3 separate regions of the Mus musculus genome follow, and regions 1 and 2 are each linked to region 3. A link is a contact called in public promoter capture Hi-C data. All regions are on one chromosome and are shown on one strand. The core of a region is the stretch at or near the end of the contact, and the rest is flanking DNA. Distances in the headings are between cores, read along the strand shown. Region 1 holds the start of Tmem129 (transmembrane protein 129). Region 2 holds the start of 4930557J02Rik (RIKEN cDNA 4930557J02 gene). Region 3 holds the start of Nrbp1 (nuclear receptor binding protein 1).

The links. Promoter capture Hi-C pulls out the DNA fragments that hold promoters and counts their contacts. Capture Hi-C pulls out chosen DNA fragments and counts their contacts.
Region 1: a contact with region 3 is called in a promoter capture Hi-C map of liver, with 3 times the contacts expected there. The contact joins the promoter of Tmem129 here to the promoter of Nrbp1 in region 3. A contact is called at or near these places in 6 of 39 promoter capture datasets (the 3T3-L1 cell line, the C10 cell line, erythroid cells and 3 more), 8 of 115 datasets of contacts at active chromatin or transcription factors (acute myeloid leukemia, astrocytes, embryonic forebrain and 5 more) and 1 of 9 other capture datasets (liver).
Region 2: a promoter capture Hi-C map of liver shows a contact between it and region 3, with 6 times the contacts expected there. The contact joins the promoter of 4930557J02Rik here to the promoter of Nrbp1 in region 3. A contact is called at or near these places in 2 of 39 promoter capture datasets (hippocampal neurons and liver).

The regions. Positions count from the first base shown.
Region 1 is chr5:33,656,438-33,660,155 of GRCm38.p6, forward strand. It overlaps Tmem129 (transmembrane protein 129), which reads right to left and starts at 1,540. Exons shown (of 4, transcript NM_026698.3): 1 at 1,186-1,540. The coding sequence starts at 1,390. Tacc3 (transforming, acidic coiled-coil containing protein 3) reads left to right here and starts at 1,691. Exons shown (of 15, transcript NM_001040435.3): 1 at 1,691-2,290.
Region 2 is chr5:34,116,998-34,120,978 of GRCm38.p6, forward strand. 4930557J02Rik (RIKEN cDNA 4930557J02 gene) reads left to right here and starts at 1,743. Exons shown (of 4, transcript NR_040703.1): 1 at 1,743-2,124; 2 at 2,210-2,638. It overlaps Poln (DNA polymerase N), which reads right to left. Exons shown (of 25, transcript NM_181857.4): 6 at 1,889-2,001.
Region 3 is chr5:31,238,489-31,242,537 of GRCm38.p6, forward strand. It overlaps Nrbp1 (nuclear receptor binding protein 1), which reads left to right and starts at 2,430. Exons shown (of 18, transcript NM_147201.2): 1 at 2,430-2,514.

The DNA.
Region 1 (3,718 bases), core at 290-2,789, 2.4 Mb after region 3:
ATAGGGCACCTTGCTAGAACAGAGAAACCAGTTTCAGAGCCCTGTTAACCCAACAGGGAGCAACTTGAACATCAAAATGATCTGCAGATGGTAAGGTACTGTTTGAGCAGGCTCCAATCTGCAAAAAACAATAGTAACTGTTTACTTCTAGCCAATTCACTACATGTTAAAATAACTTGTTATGTAGCAACAGAAGACAGCTCCACCGTCTGTCTGCTCTCAATATGACCTCCCTGAGTGACTTGTGCTTATTAACTTTGGGTTCCTTGTTCTGGTATGGGAGTGCCCACTGGACAGCCCTTGGTCAGGAGTCCTGCCTTAGAGCCCCACACTCTTGATATGCCTTGCAGTGTACTAACTAGGTCTCCAAACCAAACTACATGACCATGCCAACTCCATCTCCAGTTCTCCAAAGGAGTCCTCTCCACCCTCCTTCTTCTCAAAACAGATCTGAGTGTTTCTATTACCACACCTGCCTCTGCCTCTCTGGAGCCTAAGCAGCTGCTTCACACCAATCATTCCTGTGCCCAGAGCTGCAAGTATGACAGACAAGCAGACATGTGTTCTCCCAGATCTATCTTTCCCTGTCCCTGTAGCTTCCAAAGGTCTCCTTCATCTGGATCCCAGACTTCAATCACTGCTATATTCCAGCAGTTTCCCCAACCTTTCCTCCAATCAGCCAACAGATGGGCCTCTCCGAGGTCCCACTAGCACTTGGGGCACCACATACCATGGCCTTGGACAGGGCCATAGACCTAGCCCGGCAAAGGAAACGCTCCATTAACATTCCCAACCTTGACCGTCTTCATCTCTGCCTGCTCTTCTTACACCCACCTTCCCCTGGGATCTCTCCAACCCCTGTTGTAATGAAATCAACAGGAGCTCTTTCCTATAGAAATCGTCCAACATAGCAAGCAGGCTGAACGATTCTGCACTCCAGCCGCAGTGATGTCAAAGACTGGAGCTTAGCCCCACCCGAGCACCACTCGCAGGACAGCGCCAGGGCCGCCGCCTCCCAACTGGAAGAGCGTATGGTGCTCTAGAGCGCTCAGCTCACAGCCAGGGCTGCAGAGATCCCGCTTGCTTGTTCATGATCTTGACCGGCTTCTGCTCCAGTTCCTCACCCTTGGAGTCTCCAAGCGCCCGGTTAAGCGCCAACCACCGGCCGGCACACAGGAGGCTCACCTAACGGCAGCAGTGAGTGACACAGTAGTGTGGCGGAAGTGCGGCGAAGGTGGTAAGGTACGAAGGCGGCGTCCTCGCTGCCCAGCCAGCCCGACAACAGATTCTGCACTGTGAGCCCGGCCGAGTAGAACTCGTTGGGCGTGAACACGAAGCACACTGCGAAGACCAGGTAGGCCAACGTGAAGGTCACCTCAGGGCTGTCCATCCCGCCACCGCTCACTGGGCCGTGCAGAGGCAGGAGAGTCCAGTTCTGGACAGTTGGTTTGTTGCCGCAGCCACCGCCGTCAGATCGCCCGCGGGGCACTCTGGGAAACGGAGTCCAAGTCCGGCTACTGGCGGGGCATCCTGCGAATCTGAGCGCCTCCTGTCCAGGCACCCGCAAAGCATTCTAGGAAATGGAGTCCCCTCCTCAGGCTGCCCGCGGGGCACTGTGGGAGACAATTTCCCTGTTGGGTTGACCCGAAGGGCACCCTGGGAGTCAGAGTCTCGCGAGGCCGCCCCCGGCATTCTGAGTGGGGAGTTCTCGGACCCTACGCTGACCCACAAGCTGTGAGCCGCCCAGACACCCCCCGTAAGGGTTCAACTTCTCCCTTACAAACAGCTCGGAGGAGACACTGCAACTGGGTCCATTTAACAGCTGAGAAAAACCGAGCCAGGGCGAACTGGTTTCCAACCGCATTCGCGGCCGACCATGAGATTTTCTGGGCCATGATGGCTCTCACAGTCACTGGCTACCAACAAGCCCTCTCGGCCCCCGATGCTAGACCACAGTTCCCATACGCCCCAACGCTCCCACTGTGCCCTCAGTCCCGGAAGCGGAACTCCCTGCGCAAGAAGGGCGGGACCAGTATGGCTTGCAATTGGCCACAGGTGGCTCTACGGAAGCCTCTTCTCCAACGCGCTGATTGGCTGTGGAACGCCAACTTTCGGTATTTGAATCTGGGGCGGGCGTAGCGGACGACGTTCCGGGACTGCGAGAGCGGACCTTGTTGGGGTTCCTTCGGCTGGGTTTCTCCTGCTCCGTTTTCTTAGCGCGAAGCGGGCACGGCGCTCCTCCCTTGCGGTGGGCGTCCGCGCGGGCCCAGGGCTTGGCAACCGTAGTCAGGTAAGGGAAACGGCGATTTTTTATTTCCCTCGGGCGCAGGGTGGGGATCAGCCCCACGGAACTTGATTCCTGCGAGCTGAGTTACCGTTCCTGTCTTCCGCAGCTTCGCTCTCTCCCTTTGTTGAGGACCCACCCCTCACTCCAGCCTCCTCTGTTCTAAACTCAGGGGATGCACCTAGCCTCCTAGGCAGGACAGGAACCTGCCCGTGGGCTGGGCTTTGCAGGCCGGCCTGCCAGTGATCTCGGTCTGACCCAGTTGATGGCCTCCAAAGAGGCCGTGCTGGTTCCTGTTCTGGTCGAGCGTGTCGTGTAGGAGAATCGCGTCTCAGAGCCAGGGACATCCGTCGCCCCAAGTCTCTTACTCCATCTTTTCTGCGAAACTATTCTGTCTGTCGTCTGTCTTCCTGAACCCAGGGATATTTCTTGTTCCTGGGTCTGTGCCTCTAAGTCCTCCTTCCGTACAGCCTGACCACAACTTCAAAATAAATGGCTTCTCTTGGAAACGCTTTCTTTCCAACTCCAGATGGTCCTGATAAGTTTCCCTTCTCTATTGCATCCTTCTCTGAACAGAGTCCTTTAAGGCTAAGGCCTTTTTCCTCAACTTTAGCTACCAGAATGACCTCATGCCTATACCTATACAATTTGGTTCAGCAATGCATATTTCCAGTCATGATCGCTTGATTGTACACTTCTGTCCATGCACTGTTCGAGGTGGGAGATGTTTCTTTCTCCTTCAACCTTCAAACTTCACCTCAGAGACCATCAGTCAACTTGAGCTTTATCATCTCCCATAGGTGATTTGACCCCATACTTGTTCTCAGAAGGACAGGTGCAGCAGCAGCAACAAAACTTCCTATGTTCCCTGCCCCACCCCTAGTCACTCCTGCACCATGAAGACATCAGAACAAGAGGAAAGGCCCCTTGTGGGTGGGACCATCTCTGGGCTGGTAGTCTTGGGTTCTATAAGAGAGCAGGCTGAGCAAGCCAGGGGAAGCAAGCCAGTAATGAACACTTTCCCCCTTTCCCCCTTGATCACTAATTGAGAAAATGCCTTACAGTTGGATCTCATGGAGGTATTTCCTCAACTGAAGCTCCTTTGTCTGTGATAACTCCAGCTGTGTCAAGTTGACACAAAACTAGCCAGTACAGGTTCTGATGTCTTCTTGGTGCAGGAGTGACTAGAGGTGGGGCAGGGAACATAGGGAAGTTTTGTTGCTGCTGTTGCACCATGGCCTCTGCATCAGCTCCTGCTTTCTGACCTGCTTGAGTTCCAGTCCTGACTTCCTTGGTGATGAACAGCAGTATGAAAGTGTAAGCCGAATAAACCCTTTCCTCCCCAACTTGCTTCTTGGTCATGATGTTTGTGCAGGAATAGAAACCCTGACTAAGACAGAACCCAAATCTGGCTTGTCAATTTTTGTCTCCAGG
Region 2 (3,981 bases), core at 493-2,992, 2.9 Mb after region 3:
CAAGTTACAGGCAATTGTTTCCCATCTTTACACTAAGCAGAGAGTTTTCCAAATATGAAACACAAATGACTGAGAAACATTTAAAGAAATGTGCAACATCCTTAGCCATTAGGGAAATGTAAATTAAAACTACTCTGAGATTCCATCTTACCCCAGTCAGCATGTCCAACATCAATAAAACAATTGACAATGCTGACAAGAATTCTGGCAAATGAGAACATTTATTCATTGCTGTGGGAGTAAATTCAGCCAGTGTGGAAATAAGTGTGGAGGTTCCTCCGGAAGCTGGGAATAGATCTACCTCAAGATCCAGCTATGCCACTCTTGGGCATATATCCAAAGGACTCTACATCTTACTATAGAGACACTAGCTTAATTACGTTCACTGCTGTACTATTCATAATTGCCAGAAATTGGAAACAGCCAAGATGTCCATCTACTGATAAATGGAAAATGAAACTATGGCACATTTACACAATGGAATATCATTCAGTTGTTTAAAAACCAGTGAAAATTTGAAATCTGAAGGTTAAAAGGATAGAGATAGAGAAAAAAATTCCCAAGTGAATAAGCCAGACCCAAAATAGACAAATACTACATGTTTCCTCTTATATGTGGATGTTAAGTTTTTAAGCTTTTGATATGTGTACTAAAATTCAAATAACTACAGACATTAGGTAAGGTCAGTGGGATAGAGAGGATCTTCCAAGAAAGGGGAAATACAATATAGTGCTGTGGGGAGAAGGGGAACTAAACCAGAAGGATTCGATGGGACAGAGGATGGAAGATCCAAGTTAAGTAGGGACTATGAGAGGTACACCTAACACTAAAGGCATTTGAAAAGTCATATGGAAACCCACTATTGTAGAAGCTTCCTAATATAGGCATATATGGAATGAATCTAAATGGAATCACCATATAATGCCACCAAGTAAAATTTCCAGTGCCAGGAAAAAGCTATATATTTTTGAGTTGTTGGCCAAAGGGGTCCCATGGAATCCCTCCAAACATCAGAGACTATTACCAAGGCCATGACTGTTTTCCACCGTAAGGTGGTAAAGCCCTACTGTTGCAAACAACATATATTTATGTTACTGAATGTGAAGAAGTCCAGCTGGTGCCAAACCAGAAGCTTAACCCCTACGTGTTCATAATTACTCTGCCCCCTGACAAGGGTTAAAGACAATTGCTAATATCACCCAGCTATAAACCCTGTTACCTACAATAGCGGCATGACTACAAGATATTCTGATACAATAGTGGCAAAAAGGTTCTGAAAGTACTTTTATATTGGATTTAAGTCCCATTCCATGAAATGGAACCCATACCTGACAATGCTCGCTCGCTCTCTCTGTCGCTCTGTCTTTGTCTCTCTGTCTCTGTCTCTCTGTCTCTCTCTGTCTCTGTCTCTCTGTCTTTCTCTCTCTCTCTATCTCTCTCTCTCTCTCTACCTCTCTCTCTCTCTCATTTTTCAAGATGGGGTTTCTTGGTGAAGTCCTGGCTATTTTAGAACTCTCTCTGTAGACCAAGCTGGCCTCAAACTTAGAGACCCTCTAGCCTCTGCTTTCTGAGTACTGAGATTAAAGGCATATAGCAGCTATTCCCTACCCTTTATACTGTCTTGTTTGGTACTCTCTGGGTTGTAGATCTTAGTATCTGTATCCATTGATGATAACAACAAAGCCCATTGTGACTGTGTTTCAGCGGTCATTCTTTACACTAAAGGAGTATAAACTGGTACAAATATAAGAAGAGTCCAGACATAGGAGGGGAAGTGTCCATGGCAGGTGAAGAAGCAGTGTCTGTGTGGCCAAGAGCCCTTGGAGCAGGTGACATGGTGGCCTGACCACTTTTCTAAGTCTTAGAGACAATGAGAATGGTGACTTACCATGCTTCCAACTGCCATCTTCACCATAGAGCTGCAGCACTGTTCTCACAAAGTCCTTGGCATTAAAACAAACAACGGGACATTTACACCTCAGTGTCCAAAACAGTATGTTCCTAAACAAAAGAAAATTCACCATTTAGATAGTAATTTGGGTCTTGGAAAAATATTGTAATATCAAATTCTATCTATCCTTATGTAGTATATACACACCTCGATTAACTAGTGAATCCTATGAGGTGGGCATTACTTCTTATGTGTATTTCATACACTGTGAAGCTTTGACTCAGGGCTCATCTCTGAGAAAAGCTTCTACTCCTGAAGCTCCTGTGCAGAATACACACACTGGACCTGGTCCAAGCCTCCAAGTGTTCCACCTCTCGGCATGCCAGGTCTTTCCTTCTGCCATTGCACGGTGCCACTCCTACCCACACTGCTGAGGATGGCATATGCTCTTGCATGTCTACTCTTCTCCACCCACAACTTGTGCAACCTGCTCAAGAGATGTTCTGGGCAAGCAGCCTACCCACACACCTTTCACAGAAGGACCCACACGTGCTAAACTGCAGCTTCTTCCATCACCTTATGAACTTCTGAATCTGGGATAACAGTTAACATTTATCATAGCAGATACCAGGCTACCATTTCACAAGGTTGCCACACTGAAACTTAGTCACACTACTACAAGGCAGGCACTCCATCCAGTATGAAGATGAAGAGACTTGGATTCAGATATGTCACACCAAATAGATGGTAAGGTTGGGTTCTGATACTGTATCTTGCTACTGCCAGAAGCCCTAAACCACTAAGCCCAAGTTCCTCTTTATGGAAAAAGTACAATACATTAAAAAGAGCTCTTTGATGGGGTAAGAAAGGAAGAAACCAGGAGTCCAGTAGACATGCACACTGAGTGATGGTGTATAGGTGGATTTTGCTTGCCTGGCTCCATTGATAGACACTGTATAGTGCTTTGAAAGTTATGTGGCTTGGCCTTGATTTGTTAGAACAGGAGACCAAAATGGTAGGGAGGTCAAAGTGCCAACAGCACTGGGTCTTGGCTTAGGTAAAACTGATAAGGGACACAAGAATGAGAATGAAGAAGTTAAGAATGGTAGAAAATGGAATATGGGGACCTCCCTGGCACATGCTGAAGGATACATCTAGGATGAAGTGATCTAATGGCTACCCTGCCTTCTCATGGGGAGAAATACAGGCTGGCTAAAGTCTATCTTGGTAAGACAAACATCAGAAGAGTTTCTTATGGAAGGTGGCTCAGTGGAAAAAAGCACTTCCCACACCAACACCAAGACTGGAATTCAGGTTCTGTTCTAGTTTGCTTCCTGTTGCTGAGATAAAACACCAGAAGCAACTTTGGAAGAATAGGGTTTATTTACTCTTATAGGTTATATTCCATCATCAAGGAAAGTCAGGGCAGGAACCTGGAGGGAGAAACTGAAGCAGAGACCATAAAAGAATGACTGCTGGTTCACGTGCACCAAGATTCAAGTTCAGATACCTTTGCTATACAGCCCAGACCCACCTGTGTGCCAGAGATAGTGGGCTGGCCTCTCCTATATCAATTAGCAAAGTCTGATCAAGGCAAATCTATAGTTAAGGTTCCCTCTTCCCAGATAACTCTAGGTTTGTGTCAAGTTGACAGCTGAAGCCACCTATGACAGATTCCCAGAACCTATGTAAATTCGTTGTGTCCTGCCTGAAATCCCATCACTGGGGAGACAGGGATCCCTACAGCAAGCTGGCTAGCTAGACTAGTTAAATAGATGAGCTCTACATTTAACAAGAGACTCTGCCTCAATAAAATAAAATGCATACATAAATGTGCATGTATATACACACACGTGCAAACACACACAACTCATACACATGCAAAATTTCCTAGTATATATTTAGCATATATTTATAAGGTATGATTTAAATCGATTTGAATCCTAAATACACTACTGTAGAATTGGGACTATTTTCCATGTTTTATAGTATATGAGGGACTATCTTTCCTAGAACTTAATAAGCTTCAAAATGATATTGTGGCAGTATCAATTGTGGGTGTGGGGGTCATGAAATTGAAAAAACAAAAT
Region 3 (4,049 bases), core at 1,180-3,679:
TAGTAGGATTATAAGGGGCTGCTAAAATAATTGTTAATAAATATGTGATTGCTATGGGTATTAAATTAACACAAGCCCATTAAAACTGTCTGGGGACCAGCAACATGCTTATTGGACACACACTAAATAAAACTTAAAAAAAAATGCCTGATTCATAGAAGTCACCATGTATGTATATATATTATACTGAAATATTTTTGAGATTCTTGGTTTTTAGTGGCTTTAAACAAAGGTATGTTTGGTTATTATACTACTGAGGCAGTGTTTCTCTGGAAGGCCTGACGGTTCTGGAACTCCCTCTGCGCACTAGGTTGGCCTCTAACTCAGAGATCCTCCTGTCTCTGGCTCCTGATGCTGAGATTATCAGCAAGAGCCACCACACCCAGCTCAAAAGATTTATTTTAATGCTTATGATGCTTATGAGTGTTTGCTTCCGTATACTGTATGCATGCCTAGGTTCCATGGAGGTCAAAAGAGGGTGCCAGATTTTCTCAGACTGGAGCTACAGATAATTGTGAGCTGCCATGTATATATACCAAACCAGGGTTATCTACAAAAGCAGAGAGTGCTCTTAATTGCTAGGCTCTGTCTCCATATCAATTTCTTTTTTGTTTTTGTTTTTCACAGACATGGTTTCTCTGTGTAGACCTGGCTGTCTTAGAACTCAACTCTATTGACCAGGCTGGCCTTGAACTCAGAGATCCTCTTGCCTCTGCCTCCTGAGTCCTGAGGTTAAAGGCTTGGGCCACAGTCAAGCTAATTTCTGAGTTTTTATAATAAGCATTCATTATTTTTTGTTTGCTTTTGGTTTTCCAAGTCAGGATTTCTCTTTGTAGCCCTGGCTGTCCTAGAACTTGTTCTGTAGACCGGGCTGGCTATAAGTGCACAGATATCCACCAGCCTCTGCCTCCGGAGTGTTGGGGTTAAAGGCATGCACAACCATCATCTGGCTAGTATTTATTACTTTTGTAATCAGGAAACATAAGTGAGGTGGTAAAAATGTAGGCAGCAGTTGGTCATTTTAGGTATACATGAGAAAATAACTGAAAATGAGGTTGCCAAAAGATCCTCTGTGCACATTTGAAATAGTACTGACAGAAAATAATAGGAACTAAAGTAGCATGAACAGATATGTCATGAATGCTTGCCATGGCTCAGGAGTTACAATGGCTTTGGCAGAAAGGCTAATCTGGAGAGGATGAGCACCCTTCTGAGACTAGAACAAACTTTGAAATGGTGTGCTATACATTTTAGGTAAGTGCATCTTTTAATCCAACATCAGAATTCTATTTTGTCTTGACACAGTGTTGTTGCTCTATTGCTTATGCTGACCTTGAACTCACGGCATTAGCCTACTGAGTGATAGGATTACAGGTATGCATTACTATGCTGGGTGAAAAAAAAAGTTTGTTTTTGAGACTATGTAGCCCTGGTTGGCCTTGAATTCACAGAGATCTCTCTGGCATGCTTGTTGAAATTTCAGTTTTTAAAGCAAGCATTTTAAAGTGAAGAGATGAGAAAAAAATGAGTCTCTATAGGATTTCTGTGTGAACCCGTGAACTAGGATTAACTAGTCCCTTTAAGGAGAGTAAAATTGGTGATTGTGACATTCTCAGATTCAGATGATTCATCCTTCTTCCTTGATAATACATGTATAATGGTATTATACATCTCTTAAATTCTGCCTTTAACTTTCTAAGATCAATGGCTTACCCAGAATCTATTGTAATTCTTTACACTCACAGACAATGTAAACTCTTTCCAAATAATACCTTTTCAAAGACAGTTTTGATGGATCTTCTTACTTCGGATTCTATTTTGGACTCATGTCAACTTAAATTTGAGTAACTTTTTTTTTTTGTTTTGTTTTGTTTCTTTTTCGAATTTGCCAACTATCATTGGATAACTTCAATGAGTTCTCCCTTATGTGGGTCGAATCAGGTTATGTCTGGGTAAATAATGTTATGCAAATCAGCAACTATTAGTTTTCATGTTAAGCGATTAAAAAAAAGCTTTCTGAAAATTTGATGACCAGTGCACTGTCTCTTTCCCAAATGGGGAATGTGGGTGGGTTCGTTCCTCAGATTGAAAGGCTGCGTCTTCCGTTCCTTTTGTCTTCTTAGAGGATTAGGACTGTCATGGCGCTTTCAAGAAGAGAGAGAAGGCCTTCCTTTCGTCCGGCAGAATTACTTGGGGGCACCTCGACTGGGAGGAGGATGGACAGAGAGACAAGAAGACAACGCTGGCAGGCAGTCTGCCGGAACCCCGCAAGGGGAGGAGACCCGGCAGTAGACTGCCTTGAGAGCCTCGGTCTGTGGGAACCGCCCCCCGCTGCCCTGTCCAATGGAAACCTGGCGGCGGTGCGGCACCGCCCACTGTTGGTCCGGACGCCGCGAGGGCGGGGCCCGCAGTTCGGTTGCGCTGCGGAGCGCAGCTGTGAGGGAGTCGCTGGGATCCGAGGCCCCGGAACCCGAGCTGGAGCTGAAGCGCAGGCTGCGGGCGCGGAGTCGGGAGGTGAGCTCCGGAGAAAGAGGCCCTGGAGGGAGGGGCTCGCGGAAGGGCGGCAGGATGACCCCGAGCCGCGGGCCGGCAGGACGCGGCCGGCGGGTGCTGTCGGGCGGCCCTGCTTTCTCGGGAGTCAGGCCCGACCTAGCCCGGCCCGTCGCAGCTGAGGGGCCACCTTGGCCCCAGGGCGCCGCCCGCCCTCCTGGTGTCTCCGGCGTGGCCGCGGCGGCCCGGAATTCTGCGGGCGCGGGTCGGGGGGCCCCGGCGTTCTCTTGGAACTCTGGCCGCGAGAGGCGGGGCAGGCGGCGCGGGCGGGGGCGGGGCGGGGGCCCGGGCCCGAGGGCCTGCGGAAGGAAGCGCGGCGTCCGGGCCGGGCCTGCTCGCGGGGCGGCGCGCCGAGCGCGGGGGCGTGGTCTGCGGCCTGACGGCGGGGCAGGGCTGGCCTTTGATGAGGTGGCTGTGGTGCTCGGTCTCCTGGCCGGCCACTGTCTGTCCGCCGCCGCTTCCTTCCAGATACTGGCCGGGCGACCTGTTGGAGTGTTGACAAGCTGAGGGCCTCCTCCCTCCGAGCTTGCATTCTCTCCGACTGAGCAGTTCTGTTGACCTCAGAGGCTTTCTGGGTTTCCTCAGAGCGGCCTGTGGCTGCGAGCTATGCGGGGTGATGTGCAGAGGGCTTTCAACTAATAATGGAAGCCGGGAGAACAACTTTGCGAGATGACAGACAATGCCCTGTAGTGAATGTACTATGCGTCCTCAGGGTAGCTAGAGGCTTCGAGGAGATACCCTCACCGATGCAAATGAGCTTTTCCACAGTGATCCCTGTTAAAACTGCCAGCAGCTCTGAGGCAGAACCCCCAGTGTTGCACACGTTTCTGCATCTCTTGCGGGAGTGCTTGGAGATCTTTAGGCACTGCTCTTATTTTACCTTCTGGGACATGATTGGGAGGGCAATGTGCTTTCTGGATGTTTGTCTCTGATGACAGTTCATCTTTTCTCTAAGTGCCCCGTGGAGGGGCTGCCTGTTTCCTTGGTCCTGTAGTTTTAGATTCCATGGGCTTTGACGTTCCAGAGTATATTCTGTATCTCGCTAGACTTTCACTTATCCGTTCAGATTGGATGCACATTCTGCGAATGTAGCTGAAACAGACTTTATTATTTTCTTAGCTCTTTGATAGGGGACGGAGGAAAAAGTGATCCTTAACTCATCTTTTTTAGTGGTTTATTAAGACATGCACGCAACTAATAGCTGTCTTGGCAGACTGAGGAGGCTTTCAAGGACTTTCCTTAGAAATTAAAGTGGGGAAGTATCCTACCAGATTTCCCCTCCCCCGCCCCCGTCCCGTAGTGTTCTTTGCGTTTACTAGAGCGTTAATACAAGTCCCTCGATTCAGATAAAACTGTATAGGCTGGGGAGAGATGCGTAGAAAGGGTCGCAAGAGAGTTGTATGGCCATTCTGGTGTTGATTGCAGGTCTTAGGTATTCTGAACTGACTCTGGAGTGCAAGTTTACTTTCCAGGGTATCGCTTTCTTACTAGACTGCTCT